3 separate regions of the Mus musculus genome follow, and regions 1 and 3 are each linked to region 2. Evidence: chromatin contacts called from public HiChIP or PLAC-seq and Micro-C data. All regions are on one chromosome and are shown on one strand. The core of a region is the stretch at or near the end of the contact, and the rest is flanking DNA. Distances in the headings are between cores, read along the strand shown.

What was found. Hi-C and Micro-C count contacts between places; a contact is called where the count stands out from the background. HiChIP or PLAC-seq counts read pairs in DNA pulled down with a chosen protein or histone mark.
Region 1: a Micro-C map of macrophages shows a contact between it and region 2, with 3 times the contacts expected there. The contact joins two enhancer-like sites. A contact is called at or near these places in 5 of 484 Hi-C or Micro-C datasets (erythroblasts, macrophages, muscle stem cells and 2 more), 2 of 115 datasets of contacts at active chromatin or transcription factors (bone marrow-derived macrophages and embryonic stem cells) and 2 of 9 other capture datasets (embryonic tail and embryonic trunk).
Region 3: a contact with region 2 is called in an H3K4me3 HiChIP or PLAC-seq map of bone marrow-derived macrophages, with 4 times the contacts expected there. The contact joins two enhancer-like sites. A contact is called at or near these places in 1 of 484 Hi-C or Micro-C datasets (liver) and 2 of 115 datasets of contacts at active chromatin or transcription factors (bone marrow-derived macrophages and large pre-B cells).

What each region holds. Positions count from the first base shown.
Region 1 is chr6:53,460,718-53,464,470 of GRCm38.p6, reverse strand. The region is part of intron 5 of Creb5 (cAMP responsive element binding protein 5); the gene reads right to left. Among named protein-coding and RNA genes, the nearest start is that of Gm38815, 9.0 kb to the left of the region's middle. Within about 2 kb of position 2,405, at least 29 of the 459 cell types and tissues checked have an H3K27ac peak or open chromatin away from gene starts, as enhancers often do. A contact at or near this core is called in macrophages, muscle stem cells and pro-B cells, where this site is marked.
Region 2 is chr6:53,588,038-53,591,327 of GRCm38.p6, reverse strand. The region is part of intron 5 of Creb5 (cAMP responsive element binding protein 5); the gene reads right to left. The region is part of intron 3 of Gm33392 (a long non-coding RNA gene); the gene reads left to right. Among named protein-coding and RNA genes, the nearest start is that of Gm33392, 3.2 kb to the left of the region's middle. Within about 2 kb of position 1,372, at least 135 of the 459 cell types and tissues checked have an H3K27ac peak or open chromatin away from gene starts, as enhancers often do. A contact at or near this core is called in bone marrow-derived macrophages, macrophages, muscle stem cells and 1 more, where this site is marked.
Region 3 is chr6:53,507,178-53,510,609 of GRCm38.p6, reverse strand. All of the region lies in intron 5 of Creb5 (cAMP responsive element binding protein 5), which reads right to left. Among named protein-coding and RNA genes, the nearest start is that of Gm38814, 15 kb to the right of the region's middle. Within about 2 kb of position 1,334, at least 6 of the 459 cell types and tissues checked have an H3K27ac peak or open chromatin away from gene starts, as enhancers often do. A contact at or near this core is called in bone marrow-derived macrophages, where this site is marked.

The sequences.
Region 1 (3,753 bases), core at 1,156-3,655, 130 kb after region 2:
AGGTCAGGAAGCAGGAGCTGATGCAGAGGCCATGGAGGGATGTTCTTCATTGGCTTGCCTCAGCCTGCTCTCTTATAGAACCCAAGACAACCAGCCCAGAGATGGTCCCACCCACAAGGGGCCTTGCCCCCTTGATCACTAATTGAGAAAATGCCTTACAGTTGGATCTCATGGAGGCATTTCCTCAACTGAAGCTCCTTTCTCTGTGATAACTCCAGCTGTGTCAAGTTGACACAAAACTAGCCAATACACTATCTGTGCTACTTCTGCACCAATATAATCCTTCCATGTGAAACAGAGAATATTCCAGTTACATAAAACCTCAGTATCACATAAGGGGGTTGGCTCCATTCTGAGCACCAAGTCACTCAGGGTGTCTGAGGCCAAATCAGGGTCTCAGGGGGTGCCTTCATTTCAACCCAAGGTGGACAGACTTAACTCTTCTTACAAGAACTTGGCCTATTACCTTGCTCTAGAGTCCACAGCTCCTTGGAACATCCTTGGGTACTCAAACAAAGCTAGACAGGCACTGGTAGAGCAAGGTGACAGAAAAATAGAAGAAAAGGCATTTCTGGCATGGGGAAAGCAGCGTATTCTCCATTGAAGTGTAACCAGTGGGGGCCTGGGCTGAGCTGGCCCTGGTTTTATAACCTCTCCACACATGTGCACAGTCAGGGCTAAATTTAAAACCTATACCGTGAACCTTAGGAAAATAAACCACATTAAACATGCACAAATTGAAAATATTACACAAGAGATTTCACAGGAAATTGGTCCAAATTTAGCTTTGCTCTTTATGTATTTAAGCCTCTTATGCATTGCTCAGAACTTTCTATCAGAATTCTAGTTTTCCCTGCCCCCACCTCAGTCCCCTCCGGCTCTGCAACGGGCTGCTTAGTTTTACAAAACTTACTATTATTATTTTTTTAACTTCCAAAGAATCCTGCTGTACTTTCATCAAACAGTGTGCTGGCTGATGAGTCATAGCATTAGTGGGAGGGGTGGGTGTCTCCATGAGAGGGCCACACTGATCCCCTAGACGGACTGCTTCTCCCTTAACATATGTGTGAACCTATACAAGGCATCCAGAACAGATAGACTGACAGTTTGGGAAATCTCCTTTCTCTTATTATATAGCCATTGTGATAAATACCATCTCCATGGTTTATAGTCTCGCATTTATTTCCTCTCTCCTATACGTTTCTTTTTGTTCTTAATCTTGGATTGTCATTCTCTGAACCTCCCCCAAGTGCCCCCTCTGGAGTGAAGTCATGCATAGGTAAATAAATAAACTACTCCGATGCTAAGGGTTTAACAACCCAGCTCTTACAATGACATGCATCTTATCGTGGCAGGTCACAGAGCCAGAGCTGGACCACCCTTTCCCCCTCAGCTCTGGTTTTCTGCCATCAGTGGTGACTGTGGGGTGCTGCCAGGGCATGCCAGTCTGTAGCCCCAGGAGCTCAGCAATTGCCAGGTGACAAAGTGTGCCAAACCGAAGAGTGGTTTTGGGGGTGGGGGGACAGACACACATGGCCCGAGGACATGCTGGGAGGTGCCACTCTTTCCCAATTGTTGCGGCCAGCCAGGACTTGATTATTACTGGCGCTTTCTTACAAACCACTTTTCGGAGCCTTATTAAATTAGAGCTTGTTTTCTATTTAGGTTGGAATTTTTTAAATGATTTTTGAAACCTGAAATTCATGGTGTGTGCCTGCTTCTCTTTACTATGCCAAAAGAACACGGTCGATGGTGAATGTGATTACAGTTATCCTGGTCCCTTCCTTTCCTTCCCTCCGATAATTCTCTACTTCTTATGAGAATTACAAGGCTCAGGAAGAGGGAATACGTCAGGCAAATGTGCAGTGCTAGACTGCAGTCAGAGAGCACAGCGGATACGGGGTGTCTGGGAGTCTGGAGAGCTGGCAGGGAAAATTACCCTATTGTAAAGAAACTTGCAGAAGGTTCCCTTATTCCTATGACTGTATTCCTCTAGTTTTTATTTTAGAAAAATTGAAAGAACACCCTGGATTCCTGCCAGTGCTGTTGGCTAACCTGGGGAACAACATCTGCCCCTCCTTTATCCACTGATAAGGGCAGGCATCACATATGCCCAGGGGTCTTGCACCAGGACTCCAAGAGGAACATGTGTTTGGAAGACACCCAGGCAGAGTTCTGTCCAGAAAGGGTGAGGACCACAAGCTGAGTCAATGGTTTGGCAAGGAGAATGACTTCAATTTTCTGGCTCATTAAAAGTATTATGGAAATCAAGGTGACATCATGATCTGATGAGCCTATTAAGGGAAGGATCATGTGGATCCGAAAACTGCAAAGTCCTAAAGATAGGCACGCTCAAACGAGCCCACAAACAAGGAGGCTGAGACAAGAAAAGCAATTTGTTTACATACCACGGAAAAGTTAAGTAACTTCCCTGATTGCAAACATTTGTTTTCAAGTGTCAGGAACGCCATGAACCCGGAACTTGAAATCCCCACCCTGTGATTGACAGCCTTGCAAACTCTGTGTCTCTTTGTTCCTAACACTAAGCCCTACTCAGGGTCTCACTCTGGGGAGTGTCTCCTGTTCCATTCACCTACCACACAATCCTGCTGCTAGTGTGCTGGTGTTTTATGGACCTTACAGCCTATTAGATGGCTTGGAGCATACAGATGCAATGATTTTTCCCCTTTAAATCACCTAGTCCTAGAAGGAGGTAGAAGGAGACTTTGAAAGGAGCCAAGAAGAAACTACAGGATCAAAAAAAAAAAAAAAAATCAGTGTCACCACTTAAGCTACTCCCCTTTCTTCCCTTTTCAAGATGACGTGAGTGGGGTACAGCAGTTCTAACTGCGCACCCGGCCTGCAGGAGAACAGGAGGAAGACCCAGTGTAACCAACCTCTACAATTCCATTCAGTACTTTTCGGAAAAAAAAAACATAATTATACACACATGCATCTACAAATGCAGGCTTTCCTGACCAAACATAAGCACACGCAGATTAAAATCAAAGCCCACCCTGGGCTGCCCTTCATAGCCATCTCTCATGGCCTCCCTTGTGACCAAGCAGTGAAGTATTCAAGACTGTATGACAGGGTTACTGCAAACTTCCAGAAGGCTCAGTTCAAAAATGCCCAACCTGTTTGAGATACTGACCTTCCCTCCTTTGCAAATTATAGGGCAGATAGCTCAAGACACAACAAGCACGCTCTTCAGCGTGCGACTGTTAGCACTTGTGGCTGAAGAACAGGCATGTAACAGTTAGCACTGTGGCTGAAAAAACACACGGCTGAAGAACCCCCCTTGTTCACCTCAGGGCGGACTGTCTTCCACCGTGTGGATGTGCAGTCCTAGTCCTGAGAAAGCTGGGAGTCTACTAAGTTCTTCTCTGAGAAGATGTCAACAATGGCCCTTCCTGGTTTGAAAAGGCCTCCTCATTCCCTTCCATAGCCATGGAAACTCAGAGTGTGTCACCAAAGAGGTCCTGGCTACAGGACAGTCATTCTGTAGAATATAGTCTTGTTCTGGTTCTTAGTTTGCCTTTTTATTTTTCCTCTTAATACTTTTATCCCCACATCTGTTATAGCTCAATAAAAGGAGAGTGGGGTGGTAGATCTTTTACCACAGTTCTCTTGCCAAGGTAGACAGCTCCATAAGCCATGGAGGCATGCGTATTAGTTCCTGAAGCTTCGCTAACATAACAAATTACCAGACTGGATGCCTTAGAAACAACAGCAATGTGTTTGGTTTGGGAG
Region 2 (3,290 bases), core at 123-2,622:
TTGGAGCAGGGCAGGGGTTCTAGGAAGTCATTCTTTTGTACAACCTCCCAGAGCTACCTTCAAAGTCTACTGGCTTTGCAGGAGCTGAACTGATACTAATCTGAAACAATCAAATCTCAGCAATAAAGTTTGTAATTATGATACTTGGTATATACTTCGCACTTTGTATGGAAGGATCTCAGAGGCCTTCTCAGCCTGGGATGGACTGGACACACAGGCAAGTGGCCATGGCTGCTGCTTCCCTAGGGTCAGGGCTGCTTCTGTTATTAAGTAGCAAGATAGAGACAGTGGCCATGTTCTGTGCATGAACACACTCACCACACATACAAACACAGCAAGCAGATTACATACTAAAAGGCAAAAAAAGAGAGAGAGAGAGAGAGACAAACAAAACAAAATAAAATAACCTCCAAAACAACAACAATGAAACCTAAAAAGACTTGAATTTTGGATAAATTGGACTGTATTAGCTGGGTCAAACATTGAAAGCTAGGCTTCACTTTATTCTTAGTTATCATTAGCATGCTTGTATGTATGTACATGTATGAACGAGTGTGACTGTTTGAATCAGTCTTTTCTTCCACTATGGGGTCTGGAGAGCGAACACGGATGATAGGGCTTGTGTGGCCATTTCGTTTACCCACTGAGCAGTCTTATCAGCCCCAGGGTTGAATACTTTTGACCTGTTTTTCTTTGCTGTTTCTCCCAAGCCTCTTGTCACCGTATTTGTGAATACATTTGAAGGGGTGATGCACAGTGGAACACACCTCTCATCCCAGCACCTGGGAGGCCAAGACAAGAGGGTCACAATTGAGGCCAGCTTGGGTTCCACAGTGCAATTCTGCCTCAAAAACCAGTAAAGCCAACAAAGTATAGAATAGTTGTGGATAAATAAAATTTAAAAATTTAAATGTCTACATCTATTAAGGACATCAAGTCTTTTAAAAAAGCTTGTTTTTCTTTTAAGTTCATTGAGAAAAACAGACCAACAAACAAAAAATCTTTTAGGTGGAAATACTTTAGAAAAAGTCATGTAGAGGCACCTTTCTCTCTCCCCTGGTGGCCTTGTGTTGTGCCAAAGAGGGGTGACTTGTACTGTACCCAAATTACTCTCCAGACAGTCTTATTCCTGCCCTTAAATTAATGTGGAATTTGGGGTTTCACATTTAAAATGTAATTTGGACTCATTTTAGATGTCTTCCTACAGCTTAATAAACATCTTCCCCAGACAGATTCAGGGTCTGATTTTAATTTGTGGTAGGGTTGCAGGCAGCGTAAACGTCAGTTTCAGCTACAGAGAGTAAATCTGCCCTAGAAATAGAAACTGAAAGCGACTGGCAGTTCACTTGAGCACATACCACATGATGTTACCCACAGGAAGCAATGACTCCCTGAGAAGCCCCTACACTGGCCTGTGATGAGAGCCAAGTCTCTCCTCAGAGCCCTAAGCTGTGACCCAGAACAGAAAAGTTCCAGTGCTGCCTTCTCTGGATGTGTCGATCTGAAGTAAAATGGTAAAATGAACTAAGTTGTTGGTGGCGTAGGTTTGAGTATGAACAACCCGCAGGGCCACTACTGCTTCAGCCAGCCACTCATTCACCTGGGGGCCTTGGGCTAAGTCCTAAACGCCTCTGAACTTCCACTGCTTTATGTATAAAATATAAACAACTGACCAAGAATCTCAAAGAGCTTTATAACACTAAACTTACATCAGTTCCTGTGGTTCCCATAGTTAAGGAAGCTGACGTTGGAAGAGATCAACAAGTGCGTATTTCAGAGAAAGAATCCATCAGTTAAGAATATATCTGTCTAAAAGTCAAGGGAAATGGGTGAAGAATTTCTCACTGGGTGCTCTAGAACTCCAACTTCCTTGAACAATAGCAACAGCCCCCTTCTTCTTGGTTGTCCCTAACATTAAGCCTAACAGGGAAGGAAAGCAATGTCCTAAAGAGCAGGAGAGGGGACAATGTCTTCTCATGTACAGTCACAGGTATAAAACAAAGGTTTAACTTCATGTTATTTATTTGTATCTGCCATTTATTATCGTGCAGAATGACATTTTGAGGAGTCTTGGAAGACAGGCTCCCAGATGAATAGCTCTAACTTTTTAATGCAGTGTCCATTGGGACTGGCTGGAAACCTGGCATTTTGAAAACAGTAAAGATCCTTCAAACCCGAGAATGGAAGCATTGTAACTATCATGTATTAGATGCTACCGGCCCCGCCTGCTAAGCAGCCGGGATGACATTCATTAAGGTCCTATGCTGAGCTGTGGATGGTCACCCAGTGCCTGTGAAAGTTGTGAGCATCAATATGGTGGGCTAGAGACTGCCTAGAGAACTGGCTAAACACTATTCCTAGGGCAGCTGGACAAGTCTCCTCTGAGTAAAGCAATGTGCCTTCTCCATTTGAGTGTTCATCAAGCAACAGAGGGTCTGAAGGAAACCAAAGTTCTCAAGCAAAGGAAGGGGGTGCTGTCTCTGTATGATTACTTGTCTTCTCTTGATCTTGGGAAGGGACAACTCCCATGGATGCTTCTCTTTCTCAAGATCTTGGGAAGGGACAAATCCCATGGATGCTTCTCTTTCTCAAGCCTTCAGATTTCTACCAGGAGTTAGACTACCTGCTCGCCTGGGTCTCCAGCTGGTGGACAGCAGATTCTGGAGCCTCTTGACTTTCATAATATAAGCCATTAGCCAATTCCTTAAGTCAGGTAGGTATACAGGAGGTGGATAGATAGTTGGACAGCCCTCTACTTACGACAGGGCTGTATCTGGATAAACTCATGACAACTTTGTGAGTATATTTTGTAAGTCATAGCTGTATTTCATATACTATTGCAAGTCATACCTTAGCTGAGTTTACATAAAAATTATTAAAACATTTATATTAGTCTATATTTGAACAAAATTACTTATTCTAACAGTTATGTTATGGTAAAGTATCTCATTTGATTTATTGGGTCCTGAGCTGAAAGTGAAGCAGAAGGCTGGAAGAGTCTATGTTCCCAGCACCACAAACAACTGTAAGTCAGAGATCATCATCATCCATCCACCCACCCATCCATCTATCTACCCACCCACTCATCCATTCACCCACTCACCCATCCACCAACTCATCCATCCACCCATCCATCTATCCACCCATCCACTAACTCATCCATCCACCCATCCATCTATCTATCCACCCATCCACTAACTCATCCATCCATCCATCCATCCATCCATCCATCTGTCCACCCATCCACCCACCCATCCATCCACCCACTCATCCATCCACCCATCTATCCT
Region 3 (3,432 bases), core at 85-2,584, 81 kb after region 2:
CCTTTTGGTTTTCTGGCACATTTTTAGTCTACCCTTTATCTTCCTGGTCTCTTGGTCAGTGGCTCCTCTTCCTTCTCCCCTCCCCCTCTCCTGACAGGGCTTGGCTCAGGGTCAAGTTCATCCCAAACTCTCCCTTTTATCTACAATAAACCTTCTCCTCCACTATACCTAGCCAGGTCCTTCCTTTTTTTCTTTTTCTTTTCTTTCAGAAAATAAAATTAAAATGAGTTACTAAATGCAGTTCTCCTTGGACTTAAGAATTCCCTGACTAGAATGGAGAATATATTCCTTCGCTTATTCAACTGGCCTAAGCATTCCTTTGCATTTACATTCACATTTTTCTTTGTGCGAGTGTAAACCTAAATGATGTGGATTAAATGCCTGCAGAGGGCAGCATGTCGCATCCAGGATCGCGTCTCATTGTGATGACTGGCCTCGCTGCCACCATTGTCACCGTCATCTCTCATAATTGGCCTTGCTGTCACCATCATCTCTGTCACTCTTATGGTGCTGGTATTCCCAATGTTCTCATCTTGGAGATATACTTTTTTAAACATATGTGTGGTTGTTGGGGTGGGAGTGGGCACAAGTGTGTGTGTGTGTGTGTGTGTGTGTGTGTGAGAGAGAGAGAGAGAGAGAGAGAGAGAGAGAGAGAGAGAGAGAGAGAGAGTGCATGCATGCTAGATTGTCCTTGTGGAGGTCATGGGACAGTTTTAAGGAGCTGGTCCAAGGCTGTTGGCCTTCATGCTTCTGGGTGATTCGTTTGTCTCCATCTCCTCTCTCACCTTGGGAACGCTGGGACCACAGAGGCATGCCAGTACATCTTGGTCTTTACATGGGCTCTGGGACACAAGCTTGGGTTATCAGGCTTGCACAGTGAACCCTCTTACCCGCTGAGCCATCGCCCTTGGTCCCAGTCTTACAAAGTTGTAAGGTAGATTCTAGTAACATAATCTTTAGTCTCGTTATGAATATTGACTCTTCATACATTTCTGATACATTATTTAATTCAAATTCAAAAGTCCTCTTATAAGCCCATAACAACAAAGGTGCTGACATAGAGTTTTGTCGACCTGCTATTAGGTAATTTATGAACTTTAACCTGCAGAGACTTCTCTATAACAGAGCCGGTGGCAAGGGAAACCAATGAAAGCAAAGTAACTTCTCTAGATGTGTTCTCACTGGCATTAGTCTCTGCTCAGAAACAAACACTCCATAGAATCTGTTTCTTTAAGATTCTAAAAATAAGTTGATCTGTAAGTGACTTTGCTGTAATGCATACAGTGAGTCAGACAGAGGAGTAATAGCCATTTATAGAATGTGGACTGCACTTTGGACTGGGGCAACCACTTAACCCTCACAAAGGGAAAAGTGGCCTTTCAGATAGATGGTACAGGGTTTGGTCTGTGAGTCTTATTTCTAAAAGGAATCTTATTATAACTCTGGCTAAAAATATTGGACTATGTCCAGAGTCGATCACATGGTCAAATCCTTTGATAAAAAGAAGTTTGTCATGAGATTATATGTGTGCACATCTATGGTCTCTGTGTGCATATTCTGTACTGTGTGGTAATTTTATTATTGGTTGGTTAGTTCAGCTTTTGTCAACTTGACACAACCTAGAGTTATCAGAGAGGAAGGAACCTCAACAAAGACAATGCCTCCATAAGATATGGCTGTAGGCTACCTGTTAGGCATTTTAAATAGTGATTGACGTGGGAGGACCCAGCCCATGGTGTGTGGTGCCACCCTCAGACTGATGGATTTTATAAGAGAGCAAGATGAGCAAGCCAGTAAGCAGCACTCCTTCATGGCCTCTGTATCAGTTCTGCCTGCTAGTTCATAAACCCTTTCTTCCCCATCTTGCTTTTGGTCATCGTGTTTCATCACAGTAATGATAACCCTAACTAAGAATATATAAATATAAATATATATATATATATATATATATATATATATATATATATATATATATATATATAGTCTGTGAAGTCAATCTCTAGATTTGAGTGTTCTGTGTAACCCTGAAACCACACCTGGATGGCAGAGGGTGCTATCATACCACATGTGCATTTCCATGGCAAGCTTGTGTATTAAGGCATATATACCTTAAAGATATATACCTTAAAGATATATACCTTAAACATATGTACCTTAAACATATGTACCTTAAACATATATACCTTTTTGTAGTGCTGTGCATTGACCCTAGAGCCCCATCTCATTCCCTACATTTTATTTCTGATAAAAAAAAAGTAAATAACTTCTTTTTTAAATAGGTATTAGACAGTGACTTAGGATGGCTTTGTGTGAACACAAAAACATCATTTAACATCACTCGCTCTTAGCTTCTTCTCCTATAAAATGGAAATAAGTGCAGACCCTGCTTCAAGAGGCTGAGGAGAGGATGAAGCAGTGCCGCACACGTGAGGTACCCAGGACTCCTAATAAGACTGTTAGGAATGTCACTACTGTTCTTTTCTCCCTGGCAGTTAGAGCATGGTGCAATTTCCTCTTTGCTCTTTTCTAGGACTTTGGATTTCATTGCATTTCTAGCGTGTGCCTTCATAGCCTTGTAAATACTTGCCTTAGAGGTCAAGTCTGGTGGCTAGATGTTGACAAAGTTTCCTTGCATGGCTGATAGAATGAATATTTTAAAGGGCATAAATGACTGAAGATGGAGAGATGGGGGAAAGGAGGAGGAGGAGGAAGAGACACAAGAAAGCATTTTGTAAAGAAGAATTTGCCCCCTTCTCTCATGTGATCTTCATTTACAAACATGTCAGCTGTTGCCTGCACAAGGATCTCAAACCTGGTACACTCGGAAGCAATGCTCTACCAGAACTATGACTTCATTTCAGTGTTACTTGATGACCATCTCCACTATGGTAATAAGATCTTTTTGGTCTTAGTACAATTCAAACCCACTTGAGATTTCCTAACCATCTATTGGCTAACAAACTGGTTGTAAGTATTAGGAAATTCCACCCTGGGACTTGGGGACCTATTTTATTTGGATTATAGGATCTTCTTGAATTAAATCAATAACTCAGTCAGTTGTGTTTCTTTTCATCTCAGGAGACATCTTGGCCTTAAAACACAAACTCACACATTGGAATGCACATGTGGTATGATGACACCACTCTGCTGCCCAGGTGTGGTTCCAGGGTCACATAGAACACTCAAATCTAGAGGTTGACTTCACAGTCCAGCGTAGACACATTGTGTTACTCAAGGGGGTGAGATCATGTGCTGGCATGAATTTATCAGTCTTTTAAATGAATGAAGTTGAATTCAATCTGCTGACCTTGGACCAGAGGCTAGAGATACAGGCAGCATGAAACAAAACAAGTCAAATTGGACAGGAGAAAACCACAGTGTGTGGGATTGCTTTGTTCAGAAGGTGACACTACTGAATTTAGTCTGTGAAGA